2 separate regions of the Sus scrofa genome follow, and region 1 is linked to region 2. Evidence: chromatin contacts called from public Hi-C data. All regions are on one chromosome and are shown on one strand. Each heading gives the region's core, a stretch centred on a gene start, on an enhancer-like site or on the middle of the called end of the contact. The rest is flanking DNA. Distances are from core to core; before and after follow the strand shown. Region 1 holds the start of LOC106509041. Region 2 overlaps ASB7 (ankyrin repeat and SOCS box protein 7).

Region 1 (4,090 bases), core at 1,505-4,004, 230 kb before region 2:
TGTGAACTGGCAAGAAACAAACCTTACAGAGCTATAAAATTATGTTTCATTGAGCTGTGCACGGAATTCACATTTTATGGAAGGAATGGAATGGTATAGTATCCTGACTGGGCTGGAAAAACCACAGCTATTGTGAGGGGGTGGGTACCCCCGCAGAGGCGAAGATGGTGGTCGCCCAAGTGGGTTCTGCTGACGCCATTTTACAGCAACTTCTATTGGGCCTCAGCTAGACTCAAAAGGAGTATCTTTTCAGGAAAGGGGATTTGAGGGAATTTTATTTTTCATAAAAGAGATAATAAAACCAGTGTTTTAACGGGCCAGAAAATCTTAAGGAGTCTCCCGGCTACTGGAAGAAATGCTAAGGAAAGAAAGGAGCCTTCTGAAGTGAAAGAGGCTGTGACCCTCTGAGGTCTGTGGGGAATTTTTTTGGGAGGACCCTCCCCTCATGAGAATCCCAGAGCAGAGCGCGGTGTTAAAACATGAGAACAAACAAAGGAGCGCCATCCTGCTAAAGACTGGACTTACTCTGGGAAATGGCACCCGCCAAGGCCAGGGCTCAGACCCACCATTTCCAGGATGTCCTCCATGAGCAAGAAGCACCGTGAATCAGGTTTGAAAAATAACAGACCATCCCAGCTCACACACTCCAGGGCCCAGTGCCTCGATACTGTATTTCTATTTAGCTGCTTCTTTCCTTGGCCCCATGGGCTGCCTGTCCAGCCAGAGTCTCCCTAAGCATTGCTTCAAGGGCTATCCACCCTCAGTCACAAGCACACCGGCCCCACAGCTGCTAGGAGGAGGCCTCTGTGGAGGTGGGCCTGGAGCAAAGACAGAGAGGCAGAGGCCTGGCCCTCAGGAGGAAAGGAGGGTGGAGAGACCTGGGGTCCGCTGTAGCAGCCATCTTTGCCTGGGAGCCCCCAGAGGATCCTGGCTCTGCAGCCCCTCTGCTTTGCCCACTTCCATCAACCTGAGTCGCACACCCAGTGTGTGTGGACACCCAGCAGGACAAAAAAAACACTGGCCGCTCAGTGCACTTGCTAAGATCACCTAAGTCAGGGCTGCATTTGCACTTGTAAAGGGCCATAAAGAACTGCAGAGAAAGAGGAAACTTTCCATAGGTGGCTGCATTGCTCTGATGGCACTCAAAAAGGTAAAAGGGAATAGGAAAATAATACATGTAATTTTTGGTTTCTATAGCATTTTAAAAAATCCTATAAAACAAACGAACAAACAAACAAAAACCCCCAAATACCGCCACCACCACACAGGTGAACACAAGCAGTGCTAAGAGCTAAAACAATTTAGGTACTCTTTTCACTGTTCCCAGAATCTGTTTTGGAATTTGCACTCTGAAGCAGACACTACTTAGGAAACTACAGTAAAAATAAGCCTCATCCAAGTGTCTCTGTTGATTACAGTTAATTTAAATAGCTTGTGATCAGAGGTCCAGCTGACAATAAGTGCCAAGCAAGAGACCAAAATCTGAAGGCCACACATAGTGGCCTGCTACTTTCTCTGCTTGATTAAAACTATTTGAGAAACATAATTGCTACTTTGGAAAGTAAAATTGATGGAGGAATTTTCTAAGTGCTGTGTCAGCTGGAGTTGGAAGCGATGGATAAGATTCAAAAATAAAAGGAGACAAAGTTGGGGAAAGCAAAGCCAACTGCGGCTTTTGGCCTGCGCCTCTGAAGTGCCACCAGCCCCAGCCCATCAGTCGCCAAACAGCCTCAGGGTGTCCTCTCATGGGAAGAGCTCCTGGCTGACCACGGAGCCCTGGGCTCCTGGCCTCACCATCTTCCTTTCAGCCCCAGGCAGGTGATCTCACCGCTTTGCCGATGCTCCAGCCTCCCAGCCCGCAGTGCAAAAAAGACAGAGAACCTCTGGATCTCGCGGCGTGAACGGGCCCTGCCACCCGCGGTTTCCCAGGCCCAGATCGAGACCGTGATCTGCCAACGACAGGGCCTCTGGGCTCCAGTACGGTTTTATCAGTGAGCACCTTCCTACTTGCCACTGCTCTACTGGTAAGCTGGTAAGAGCTAAGCACAGGGGGTGCCCGAATTTTCTCGCGCTGCTCCCTCTGACATTCACGCTTCCAGTTGCAGCTCCGGAGGCAGCCAGAACTCTCAGACCCGCTCTTGGCGATTTCAGGCCCCCTCTGACCCTCCGGAAGCTCGACCCCTTCATTCCTGGAAACCACGCCGCAAAGTCTGCGGGGAGACCACCAAGCCCAAGTCACGGCGGCTGCGCATCATCATTCACCTTCAAAGAGGGCCCTGCACCGGCAGCACGTCGGGGCCGCGCGGGCGCTGCGGAGCCTCCCTCGCGCGGCTTTGAGGCTCAAAGCGCTGAGCCCTAGCGCGCGAGAGCCCGGAAGATCGCGGAGTCTCTTTCGGGGTGCGCGATGGACGCGCTCGGGCTGCGGACTCCTGCCCTGGATGCCCAGTGCTGGACGCTGCTCCAGGAGGGCCTGGCCCGGCGGAGAGGCTCGGGTCACCGGAGCGCGGGGCAAACTCAGCTGGGGGCGCGCTGCCCCCACCGTCCCGCACGGTCGGAGCGGAACAGCAGGGCTACCGGTCCCGCGTTCCCGCTACCCCCGCCGGGCAGCCCAGCGGGGAGCCAGGCAGCCGTCGGGTGGGACCGGTGACCACCTCACCTTGGTGAACTTGACCTCCAGGTTGCGGATCGGGCGCGGCAGGGCGGGTGACTTCCTGTCCGGCTGCCCGTTCTCCACGGCCCCGTTGGTGGTGGCCATGGCTTCTCTGCACTCCCCGGCCCGAAGTGCCCGTGTCTTCCGCGCCGGTTCAGGCCTGGGCGGTGCGCAGCCTGCTCTCGGGGTGACAGCTCCGCGCCGCTTTATGGAGGCCCCACGCCTCCCGCCCGAGGGGGCCGTCTAATTGGCTGCAGGACGAGAGGAAGGAAGGGCGGGTAGGAGGGGAGGGGGCCGGCCCGGCTCACCCCACCCCGCCTGCCGCCTCTGCAGGAGCCCGGCCACCCCCAGCCCGGCCACCGCGCTGCGCTTCCCGCCCGGGAGGCTGCCCTTGGAGGAGCTCCCCGAAGCGTCGCCGGGCCCCGGAAGTCTCTGGCTCCGACAGCGGGCCGGGGCCGGGGCCGAGAGCGGGGGCGCGCGGCTGCAGCGCCGGTTCTCTTCCCGAGGTCAGGCGAGTCTCTCCGCCGCACCTGCCGCCCCCTGCCCGCCGCCGCTCTGCGCACTCGCCCAACTTTGGTCCGCGCGCTGCGCAGCGCTCCTGGTAAGCGCGCCCGCCCACCGGGGATCCTGCGCCGGGCCCGGCATCCCGGACCCTGCGGGGCGGTCCCGCGTCGCTGCCCACGTGCTTCGGCCTAGAATCCGGCCGCCAGGACTCGGCTTGCAGGACAGGCGCTCACCGCCCCCGCCGTCGGCCCCAGCTGGGACAGCGGGCGGGTGGGCGCGGAGTCTCCCCCGGGCCTGAGCAGCACCTGAGGGGCAGAAGGCGAAGGAAAGAAAAGCTGGCCCTTCCAGCCCCGTGTAGTGCAGCCCCGTGTAGTGCAGTCCCAGCGCCGATGGGCTTCTAACCTTCGCTGGCGCACAGCAGGCCTCCAAGCCGGGGCCCTTGGATACATTTGATCTGAGTTTTTAAATGCATGCACTATACCTCAATTTTTTTTTACAAAATGAGAAAAGGAGAAAGCACATACGATCTTCACAGCTTTGTTTTGAAGAGTTGAAGCACTTGTCCCCTAGGTAGTTCAGAACTTCCCAAGGAAACAAGGGCACTCCAGCTCCTCTCAAACGTTCCACCAACTCCAGGGACTTGCCCCAGGTCCTATCTGGGACGCGGAAGCGGCTGCTCATGCATGTGATCCCTCAGGTTTCTGGAAAATGATGTGGGGCACGAACCCGGAGGACAAAAACAGTGGTTTAATCCCCATAAGCCTCAGCCCCTCAGTCCATTTCCTTCTGTGAGTAATCTGGAGCAACAAGCAATGGGGACACTCCTTTCTGTCCTGAGGTTCCTTCTGTTTGTTTTGGGGACCCTCAAACAAGTTTCTGTCTTTCTCTCCTTCACCCTTCTGGGTGTCCTGGAGAAAGTTGTGATATTTTGCAAAC
Region 2 (4,033 bases), core at 1,458-3,957:
TACCGACAAATTATTCTACTTAACTAACTGCATGCCTTTGCAGGACCCTCAGAGTGTATCTCCAATAGACCACCATCAAAGGACCTCCATCATTCTCCATCAATGGACATACATCAATGGACTTCCATCAAAGGATATCCATCATCCTCTATCAAGGGACCTCTATCGTCCTCCATCAAGGGACCTCCATCATCCTTCATCAAGGGAGCTCCATCAAGAGACCTCCATTAGAATGCCCACTGCTATCTGCTCTCACCACCACTTCTGTCGTCAGTCATGTCTTCACTGTTCTCTCTGTTGATGTCCCTTTAGTTTATACTCTTTTTTTCAAGTAAAAGAACTAAAAAAACAAAAACTGGCTTCTCTAAGCAGAAACACCTTTCATTCTCCAAGGTGATCCTCATTCTCCAGGTATGACCATGGCTCCTACTGGCTGCATTTATTGTTCCAGGGCACAAATGAGCTGCTCCTTCAGCTGACTGGCTTTCTGGAGGAGACCACATTGAGCTCTGGCTATTTTAGAAGAGGTTTCTAGAAGTCTCTCTGTAGAGTAAGAACAGCTCTTTGAGGCTTCTCCCTCTGCTTGAGATCAACAAAGCATCCACAGATACCACTTTAAAGCTAAGCCACTTGACCTGCTGTGTTTTTACGGAAAGTTTTTACGGCAGTTTTTCTAAAAAGCCACAGTAGCTTTTAGATTCTAGGATGATGACTATCTTGAGCTCTTCCAATTTAAATAATTTGCTAGGCCCGGGGTAAAGATGACCAAGTGGCATTTCTGCTGTCCTCACAGCTCAGAGGTCTGAGTTCTCAGGTGCAAATCCACACACTCTGTGCCTGGAGAGCTGCGGGGTTTGCTGGGCAGCATCAGAGACCAGGAGGCGCTCCGAGATTTGACTTGATGCACCCTGCACCACCCAACCTTCTTTCACTCTGGTTTTTAAGAGACAGCCAGGACAGAGCTCCAAAGAGCATCTGCTACAGTCAGTCCTCCTAGCACAGAATTATTCACTAAGAAAAGAAAATCTAAGAAATAATACACAGGTGAATCAGAAGCACTTAATCTGCTTTTGATAGAAAACAGCACTGATGGCAGAGTCAAGAAGTAACAAATTAGACTGCAGCATCTGAAGACAAAGGATAACCTCCAAGGACAGCCTTCCAAGGACAGATGGTGCCTCATTTCTGAAAAGCACCCCAACCAAGTCTGCTCAGCCACTATCCTTTATGGAAGCAATCAGCCAACCCACACTTCCTGAGGACCTACTAGGTGCATGGCTCTGCTCTATATGTAGTGAAGAACTCAAACACAAAGAGGCAGTCACATCCATTTTTCTATCTGCCCTAATTTTAAAGGTACATGTGGAGTTCCTTGGTGGCACAGTGCGTTAAGAATAAGGCATTGTTAACTGCTGTGGCTCTAGTTGCTGCTGTGGTGCAGGTTCAATCCCTGGCCTGGTAACTTCCACATGCCCTGGGCACAATGGGAAGGGGAGAGAAGGGAAATAATACAACACACGCGTCGCTACACATGGTGGGTTGGACACTTCCTGGCTTAAAAAAAAGTGCCTGTTTGCACAAAAACAGGTCAGTTACAATGTCCTGTGTGGGCCAGGGACAGTGGCACTATATTTTCCACTGATAGTTAATTTTTTCCTTACAACAATTGCTACAACCCTTACAACCCTTAACCTGCATTACTCAGATATGTAAGTAAATAACACTGCTGTTCCATTTCATGTGTCCCACACTGTAATGAAGTAGAAAAGCAACAATAAAATATGAGCAAGAGCTTAGCCATAGAGCGCAAATTCTAGCTCACTTTCATAGCTATGGATGCCAATATCCAAAATCCTCCTTCTAATTCCTCAATCTTAATTCCACAAAAGCCTGGAAATACTATGCTTATGAATAGCAGGAAGTGCCTTGTTCTAACATCGATCTTTGTTAATTTAAAAAATTCTCCTGTTTCTTTTTCTCCATTTCTTCTCTCACCCCACCCTATCTACTCTCATTACTTCTAGTAACACAACTGTTTTTTTATGAAATCTTGTGATGTGGAGCCTTCTTTTCATTTTACTTACCAGGTAGGGCTAACAGGAATCATTCATGTCTGGCCATTTTAAGTTGTAAAACACCTTAAGCTCCTCAGAAGATGCAATTGAAAAAAAAAAAAAAGTAGTAATAGTAATAATTAAATTACATACTTGTGACTTCCTGTAAGAAATCCAAACACGGTCGACTACTTCCAGAAATGCTTATTGAAACAGCCAGTGGGGTCTGTCCTTCATAGTTCCTTGTGTTCGTGTCCGCTCCATAATTATATAACATCCGCGCACAAAGCACGTCATCCCTAAGGGCAGACAGATGTAATGGCGTCTGTCCATCTTCTAAGCGACCCAAGTTTGTGTCTGCTCCTCTTTGAAGGAACATTCGGCAATAAGAGTGATTGCTTTTGATCACAGCGTATCGCAACAGGAAACCGTTCTGAATGTCGATATTGGCATTGTGGTCCAGGAGGATCTTCACACAGCTCGACCTCTCCCGGATAATGGCAAGCTGAAGCGGTGTTGTGCCTTTATCACTGAGTGGGTCGACCTCAGCCTTGAACTCCAGGAGGAGTCGGACGAATGAGTCCCTACCATAGTGGGCTGCCACATGCAGGGGGGTCCAGCCATCATTGCTTTTGGCATTAATGATGTCGCTCCTGTATTCGGATTCCAACATGAGGCGTGCAATCCGGGCCCGGCCATGCATGGCTGCGTAGTGAAGAGCAGTGAAGCCTCCGATTAAGTCCTTCACTGTGGGATCAGCTAGAGTGAGAACCAAATGGAAAAACATTAGCAGACTCTGTGACAAAGCAATGAACTCTGCCATGGGATGGCACATCTTAGCCGACTCTTGTTCGAAATGTGAAATGATGAAACAGTATAATGAATACCACGTACTTCTCAGCTTAACCCAAGCAGAGTTTTAATGGAAAATAAATTTTACTAGAGAGTTATCAAAGCTGGGTTAACAGGATGAACATGACTTACAAAGTGTTTAGAAGATGTACACAAAAAACAGAGTCCAGATCACCACATCCCTTCTCTTTGCTAATTGAACCAACTGCCCTTGGCTTCCCAACTCCCTCATCTCTGCACTGTTTCATGCTTCTCTTCTGTTTTGAACTTTTTATTTTATTTTCTCTTGTGCTTCTTCTTGGTCTTAAAGAGAAGCATGTGTAGCAACATCTGCTGCTCTAAATTACGGATGTACTGCGGTCTGGCAGACTGTGTTGTTTTAGGCTGTATTAGTTTAAAAAAAAAAAGTTTTTCTGTGGTCTGTAAAAATTCCAAAGCTTGTAAGATATATGCTAAGTGATCTTGATAAATTATGTTTTCATAAGATAAAAGTCTATTCTGAATTCTTCATTTTACAAGAATCTTGGTAAGAGTTAAGCAGCACACATTGTGTGAAAAGTTGGGAGAAACCTCAGCACTGTATAAATATTATTTTCTAAAACACTTTCAAAACTCTCTCCTAAATTGACAGATCTCTTGAAGAAAGAAAAGAAATAAAAGAGAGAAAGAAACAAAAATGATTTATCAGCTATGTTACTCCTCAAGTCACAGAAATTTTGTCACCTGCCCCCAATCTTTCCTGAAGCCAGGGGTCAGTTCTGCACACAACTCATCCTACTGGCCTTCCTGAGCAGGGGCAGAAAAGGGGAAGAACCCTCAGAGGATGCAGGTCACTTCCTGGAGGCCAGCAATTCCATGTGAAGATAACTGGGCAGACCTAACTACCTAGGATTAAAATGCTTTCTCCTGGAGTTCCCATCATGGTGCAGCAGAAATGAATCCTACTAGGAACCATGAGGTTGCAGGTTAGATCCCTGGCCTTGCTCATCGGGTTAAGGATCCGGCGTTGCCATGAGCTGTGATGTAGGTCACAGACACGGCTTGGCTCTGGTGTTGCTGTGGCTGTGGTGTAGGCCAGCAGCTACAGCTCCTATTAGACCCCTAGCCTGGGAACCTCCATATGCCAC

Evidence for each region. A called contact is a pair of places that touch in the nucleus more often than the background predicts.
Region 1: a contact with region 2 is called in a Hi-C map of omental adipose tissue, with 2.4 times the contacts expected there. The contact joins the promoter of LOC106509041 here to the enhancer-like site in region 2. A contact is called at or near these places in 4 of 5 promoter capture datasets (fetal liver, fetal skeletal muscle, liver and 1 more), 22 of 47 Hi-C or Micro-C datasets (adipocytes, adipose tissue, alveolar macrophages and 14 more) and 1 of 2 datasets of contacts at active chromatin or transcription factors (skeletal muscle).

What each region holds. Positions count from the first base shown.
Region 1 is chr1:139,450,279-139,454,368 of Sscrofa11.1, reverse strand. LOC106509041 reads left to right here and starts at 2,754. Exons shown (of 3, transcript XM_021084942.1): 1 at 2,754-2,789; 2 at 2,845-3,251. The coding sequence starts at 2,754. It overlaps ALDH1A3 (aldehyde dehydrogenase family 1 member A3), which reads right to left and starts at 3,289. Exons shown (of 14, transcript XM_021098574.1): 1 at 3,181-3,289; 2 at 2,657-2,901. The coding sequence starts at 2,755.
Region 2 is chr1:139,220,720-139,224,752 of Sscrofa11.1, reverse strand. ASB7 (ankyrin repeat and SOCS box protein 7) reads right to left here. Exons shown (of 6, transcript XM_003121646.4): 5 at 2,208-2,813. Among named protein-coding and RNA genes, the nearest start is that of ASB7, 31 kb to the right of the region's middle. Within about 2 kb of position 2,707, at least 3 of the 83 cell types and tissues checked have an H3K27ac peak or open chromatin away from gene starts, as enhancers often do. A contact at or near this core is called in adipose tissue and omental adipose tissue, where this site is marked.